Regions from separate parts of the Sus scrofa genome. Here region 1 is linked to region 2. A link is a contact called in public promoter capture Hi-C data. All regions are on one chromosome and are shown on one strand. The core of a region is the stretch at or near the end of the contact, and the rest is flanking DNA. Distances in the headings are between cores, read along the strand shown.

Region 1 (2,964 bases), core at 88-2,587, 200 kb after region 2:
TCCTTTTTTTCCCCCTCCCCTTCCTCTGTATTTGTTAAAGCAATCAGGTTGTTTGTCCTGTACAATTTCCACCAGGCTAGATCTAGCGGGTTGTATCCCAGTGTTGTCCCTTAACATGGTCCTGGTTCCTTACTTTCCTTGTGGAAGGAAGGGTGGATTCTAGATTCTCCAACAGGTTTAATTCTCTGTTCTAAACCCTCCCCTGGCTCCCCATTGCCCTTTCATCAAAAACCAAATCTGTCATCAAAGGGCTACCAGTCTCACTGATCTGCCCTCCCCGGAAACCCCCAGTCTCTACCATCCCCCTGCTCTGGCCATTGTGGATGCCCCAGGACCTCTGCACTGACAGTTCTCTCTACCTGGCACACCCTTCCTACTTTTGCAACCTGCCAGGCCTCTTTCCAAAAGTCTCCTCTTCCGTAGCCTACTGCGGAGGGTGGGGGTCTGTTTGATCACTGCTGGAAGGGGAGAGCCCTGCCTCCCTCCCCAAAGAAGGTGGGCATTTGCTAAATGAAAAAACTAGGAGTTCCCGTCGTGGCGCAGTGGTTAAGGAATCCGACTAGGAACCATGAGGTTTCGGGTTCGGTCCCTGCCCTTGCTCAGTGGGTTAACGATCCGGCGTTGCCGTGAGCCGTGAGCTGTGGCGTAGGTTGCAGACGCGGCTCGGATCCCGCGTTGCTATGGCTCTGGCGTAGGCCGGTGGCTACAGCTCCGATTCAACCCCTAGCCTGGGAACCTCCATATGCCGCGGGAGCGGCCCAAGAAATAGCAACAACAACAACAACAACAACAAAAAAAAACTAAACTAAAAGGCAAAAGGGGGTGGGGCTCGCTTTCTTCTATATTTACAGATGAGTAAACGGCTCTCAGCCAGGCTCCAGGGTGCACTCTTAGGGAGGACTGAGAGGGGCTGGTGGAAGGAAAGCCCTGTTTGTGCTGGGTGGGGGTAGTAGCATGGGTCATTTCATCTGCCTCGGAAAAAGACATCCCCTTCCCTCCTCTTTACCCGGGCCTGACTTTCCCTATCTGTCCTCCCAGGGCTGGGTGCCCCGCTCACATCCCCGCCTGGGCGCAGGGACAGCCGCGGCCTTCTATCTCAGTGTCCCCGACCGTTCCCGGGTCTGCGTGTCTTCCCTTCACCCCCGCAGCCCGGGTTTGGCGGGGATGTGGTACTGGTCCCCGTCCCCCGGGGTTGGGTGTCCTTCCCCCGCTCCTCCCATCCCCAGCAGCTCGGGTCCGGCCGGGACATGGCTACGGTCCCTGAGCCCCGTCTTAGGGTCCTCGTCGGTGCCCGGCGCTGGACGTACTCTGCCCGCAGCCCCGGTCTGGCAGGGACCTGGCCACCCTCCCCGCCCGGCGCGTCCAGCCTCCAGGCTCCGCCCCGGCCCGCCCCCGGGTGCCCGTCACTTCCTGCCCGGCCCCGTGAAGGCCCTGTCGGGCGGCGGCAGGCACCGGGGTGTCCGAGCTATGGTAGCGTTGGAGAACCCGGAGGGCGGCCCGGAGGTGGCGGCGGCGGCGGCGGGGGTCTCCCCCGGCGGGCGGCGGACGCTGTGAGTGCGGCGGGCAGGCGGGCGGGGCGCGCTCCCAGGCTCCGGGGCCCCCTCTCTTGTCCCCCTCCCCGGCGGCAGCCCCGGGCCCGCCCCGCCCCTTCTCCTTGGGGCTCCCCCACGCAGAGGGGAGCGGCGCGGGGGGGGCTTTATTGTTAGTGCCGTTTACCGAGGGAGCCCCATCCCCGTCACGCCGGGCATTTGCCGGGACGCAGGGAGACACATCCATGTCTCCCTTAAAGACCCCCGGGTGCTGCAGCCTCCGGGCTTCGAGGGTCCCGGGCGCTGGGTTGCGAGCTCGGGTGAGGTGGTGCCGTTGCGCGCGGTGTACCCGGAAACCGTGCTGGTGTTGTTCTGGGTATTTAGCCACTTGCCGCTGTTGCTGTCTCCAAGCCAGGTGTTTATTCACCTCCCAGCCAGTCCTGTGTACCCCTCGGGATTGTCAGCCCCCCATCTCCTGGTGGACAGGCCCTTTGTTTTTCTCCAGATAGATATCCCAGTTAAAGAGGGACTTAACAGCCCCGTCGCGTCTGTCGCGGGAGGCAGACAGGAAGGTGGGTCGTCCCCGTATGGTTATGTCCCCCGTCGTCACTGATTTCTTTCTAACCTGGGTATTTATGTGGATACCTGGGTGGGCCACCCTGACTGCTTGGGTTCCAGTTCAGCCTCCTCCAGTGTGCCTGTCCAAGTGGCCTGGGTGGGTTATTACCCCTTCCATCCCTCAGTTTCCCCATCTGCAAAATGAAATAATAGTGCTCCTGCCAGAGTGGCTGGGGTCAGTGACCGTGCACTTGGAGGTGCCCAGCAAAGGGGAGCATCCATTCCTTAATAATTATCTTAAATATCTTACTGTTTGGGATCTTTTATTACTATTTAAGAAGACTGTCATTTTACTATTTTATTATTGCTTTATTATTACACTTGTTATTACTTTTTTGTTATTATCTCCACCTGGATTTTTAGGCAGAGGCCCTACCGGGCTCCACAGATGTGGGTATTTACCCCTTTTGAGGCGGCTTAACCACCCAAAGTGGGTATTTACCTACCAAGTGGGTCCCTCTGACCTGCCCCCAGGTCTCCTCACTTCCATGTCCTGGGAGGGGAGGTGGCCTCTGCCCCCTGAGTCGGCCCCACCCCAGCCTGAGTCACCTCCGCTCTGAGCCCTCCTTGATTTCCTGTACCAGGAAATTGGTTCCTCTCTGGCCTGTTCCTGGGGGAGGGGCCGGTGGCAGAGCAGGTGTATTTTTGCCCAGAGGAGTGGGTGTCAAACCCGTGGGGAGCATCCCTGAGAGGATGAAAGAACCTGTTCTCCTCAAACCTGTCCTCACAGCTGTCCCACAGGTGGGCCTGTTCCCCCCCCCACCCCCGTGGATGTTGGCCACTGCCACCCTGTAGACACATCCCAAGGCCTGCTGGG
Region 2 (2,700 bases), core at 23-2,522:
GAGGGGGCAGCTATGCTGTCAGTGAGACTTGTGAGGAGAGAAATAGCCAAGCACCCATTTCCTTGAGGCCGAGACCTGAGGTCCTTGGGCAGCCTGGAGAAGCTCCTGCAAGCTCAGCCATACCTTTTCTTCCAAGCACCCTGGATTTTCCCAGGGGAGGCCCCATAGCTGGGCGATGGCTGCCCAGAGCTGGCTGCTTGGGCCCCTTGGTGAGTGGGCCAGGGAAGGGCAGGACGGGCGGCAGTCCCAGGTTACCCCATGGCAGGGGAGACACAGCACAGACCCTGCCAGGTACAACGTGCTGTCCCCAGGGACAGCCAGTATGGGGACCTGGGGACAGCATTCTGGAATTCTGGAGGGCGTGGGCTCTTTGTTTGACTCTGAGCTTCTGAGCAGATGTCTGCTCACACCTGCCTGGAGCTGGACCCGCCGTGTGTGTGTGTGTGTGTGTGTGTGTGTGTGTAAGTGTGTTGGGGGAGATGTTTCTTCTTTGGAGGGGGGCTGGCGGAGGCCTAGGGCCCAGATGTGGAGCCTGATTTGTAGGGGAGTCTGCAGGGTGGAGCGTAGAAGAGGCAGTTGGCTTTGAAGTTGGGGCGGGATGAGGCCACAGGTATGCAGCCAAGGCCAGCGCTCTCTAGCTCGGGGGTTACTGAGGCTGGACCCCCATGGCTTGCAGGCCTGGCCCCCACTGGGGACAGGACCAGCCTGGGCTGACCCAGCTCGGTTCTAGCAAAGTCTCAGATACCCCTCCAGCAGGGGCCAGGCCGGAAACGCTGACCCAGCACAGGGCTCTGGCTGCGTGAGTGAGCTGGGCCGGGAATAAAGAGGCAACTGTGTCCAGTCCCCAGAGGCTGCCTCCCTCCCAGGACGGCCTCCGCCTGTTGAAGCTTTTACGGCCACTGACGGGGGCGGGGATCTGCTTGTTCCCTATGTGGGGGTCATGTCATTGAGAGCAGAGTGGGGAGACAGCCCCCCATGATGCTAGCGCAGTTCCAGGGTGCATGTGTGTCTGTGTGGACACATGGCGGTGTGTGTGTGTGTGTGTGTGCGCGTGCACACGCGCACGCGCACGCACACATGTTTCACGGATACACATGTACAGCAGTGCACGTCCATGTGAGGGCGTGCATGACAGTGTGTGCATATGTCATGTGTGAGTGTTGCATGCATGTGTGTGCAAGTGTCTTGTGTGTGCATGCAGGTGAGTGTGTGTATCTGTGCGTGCGTGCACGTGTGTGTGTGTCTTATGCAGGCTTGGAGCATTTCCAGCCCCTTTTTCTGCAGCCAAGGGCTGTGTGGTTGGATGCTGGTGTAACCAGGAGCGAGGTCACTCAGACCCGGTCCAGGCCTGGCCTGCCCTTGCTTGCCCACTGTCTCCCTGTGTGTGCAGCCTGAGTACTTCTGTGGGCTCCTCTCCCCTGAGTGAAACCCCTGTTCCTGTCCCTCAGAGCTACCCTCTTCCCTGCTGCTGGGTCAATCCCACATGGGCAGCCTCCATGGGGCTGGATAGGAAGCAAACTTCCTTTATCATCCTGCCTAGTGACAGCCACCAGCTTCTCTCACTGGGGCATGTAGCTGCCCTGCCCTCAGGTGGGAGCCCGCCCGAGAAGTTTTTGATGCTCTGGGCTTGCCTGGCCCCCTGTGGAGGCAGCGCTAAGACCTGCTAAGACCTGGACAGCCCTTGAGAACGTGAAGCTCAGTGAGAGAAGTAGACACAGAAGGATACACAGTGTGAGATTCCATTTATGTGAAACGTCCAGAACAGGCACATCTACAGACAGAGATGGATTAGAGGCTGTCAGGGGCTGGGGAGGAGGTGGAGGCAAGTGCTGATGGGAGTGAGGTTTCTTTTGGGGGTGATGGAATGTTCTGAAATTAGAGGTGATGGTTGTACAATTCTGGGAATGTACTAAAGACCGCTAAATTGTACACTTTAAATGAGTGAAGTGTGTGGCCTGTGAATCACTTCTCCATAGAACAAAGAAGTATTTAAGAAAAAGAGAAAGCAGGACTTGGCCTCTGCTCACAGGTACCCATGTGCTGCGGCCTGGGGGGGGCTATCTTTCTCCTCTCAGTCCCATGAGGGGGGACAAGGTGCCGTCTCCCCACTTTATGCAGGGTCAAAGAGTCTCCCTTGGCAGCCCCCAGGCCCTGGCTCTGCCCTGACTGCAGGAAGTGGGGCTGAGGGGAGTCACCCAGTAAGTCAGCTCTGCGCTCCCCCTGTGCTGCCTGGGAGCCTCCAGGGCACAGCTAGCAGAGACACTACCCAGGGGAAGGCTTTGAATTTGGCCCCTATTATGTCCCCCAGTGCCCCCCTGGGTTCTCACAGCTGGGCATCTGCCCCACCCTCCTGGGTTCCCAGGGCAACTGCGCTAACTGCACTGTCCAGTCCGGGGCAGGTGCCTCCATCCAATTGGTCTCCATCCCCATTGGAGCACATCCCCAAGTGAAACCGAAAGAGGCCTCTCTGGCAGTCCTTCCAGGCTCGCAGCTGGTGCAGAGAGTGGTGCCACATTCCGGAAGACAGGCGTCTGGCATTTCCCGGGAGTCAGTTTCAGAGTCGCAGCACTGGGGTCAAAGGCTGACACAGGAAGCAGCAGTGGGATGGAGGAGGGAGGGAGCGGTCTGACTGTGGACCCGCAGTAAGCATTTATGCCCTGACTCACTGCTGGGATGGGGCAAAAGTTCCCCTCAGAGATG

Evidence for each region. Promoter capture Hi-C pulls out the DNA fragments that hold promoters and counts their contacts.
Region 1: a promoter capture Hi-C map of fetal skeletal muscle shows a contact between it and region 2, with 2.8 times the contacts expected there. The contact joins the promoter of KISS1R here to the promoter of SBNO2 in region 2. A contact is called at or near these places in 3 of 5 promoter capture datasets (fetal liver, fetal skeletal muscle and liver), 1 of 47 Hi-C or Micro-C datasets (fetal skeletal muscle) and 1 of 2 datasets of contacts at active chromatin or transcription factors (alveolar macrophages).

The regions. Positions count from the first base shown.
Region 1 is chr2:77,477,867-77,480,830 of Sscrofa11.1, forward strand. KISS1R (KISS1 receptor) reads right to left here and starts at 1,338. Exons shown (of 6, transcript NM_001044624.2): 1 at 1,308-1,338. It overlaps R3HDM4 (R3H domain-containing protein 4), which reads left to right and starts at 1,393. Exons shown (of 8, transcript XM_003122984.3): 1 at 1,393-1,550. The coding sequence starts at 1,468.
Region 2 is chr2:77,276,787-77,279,486 of Sscrofa11.1, forward strand. SBNO2 (protein strawberry notch homolog 2) reads left to right here and starts at 1,273. Exons shown (of 33, transcript XM_021084268.1): 1 at 1,273-2,700.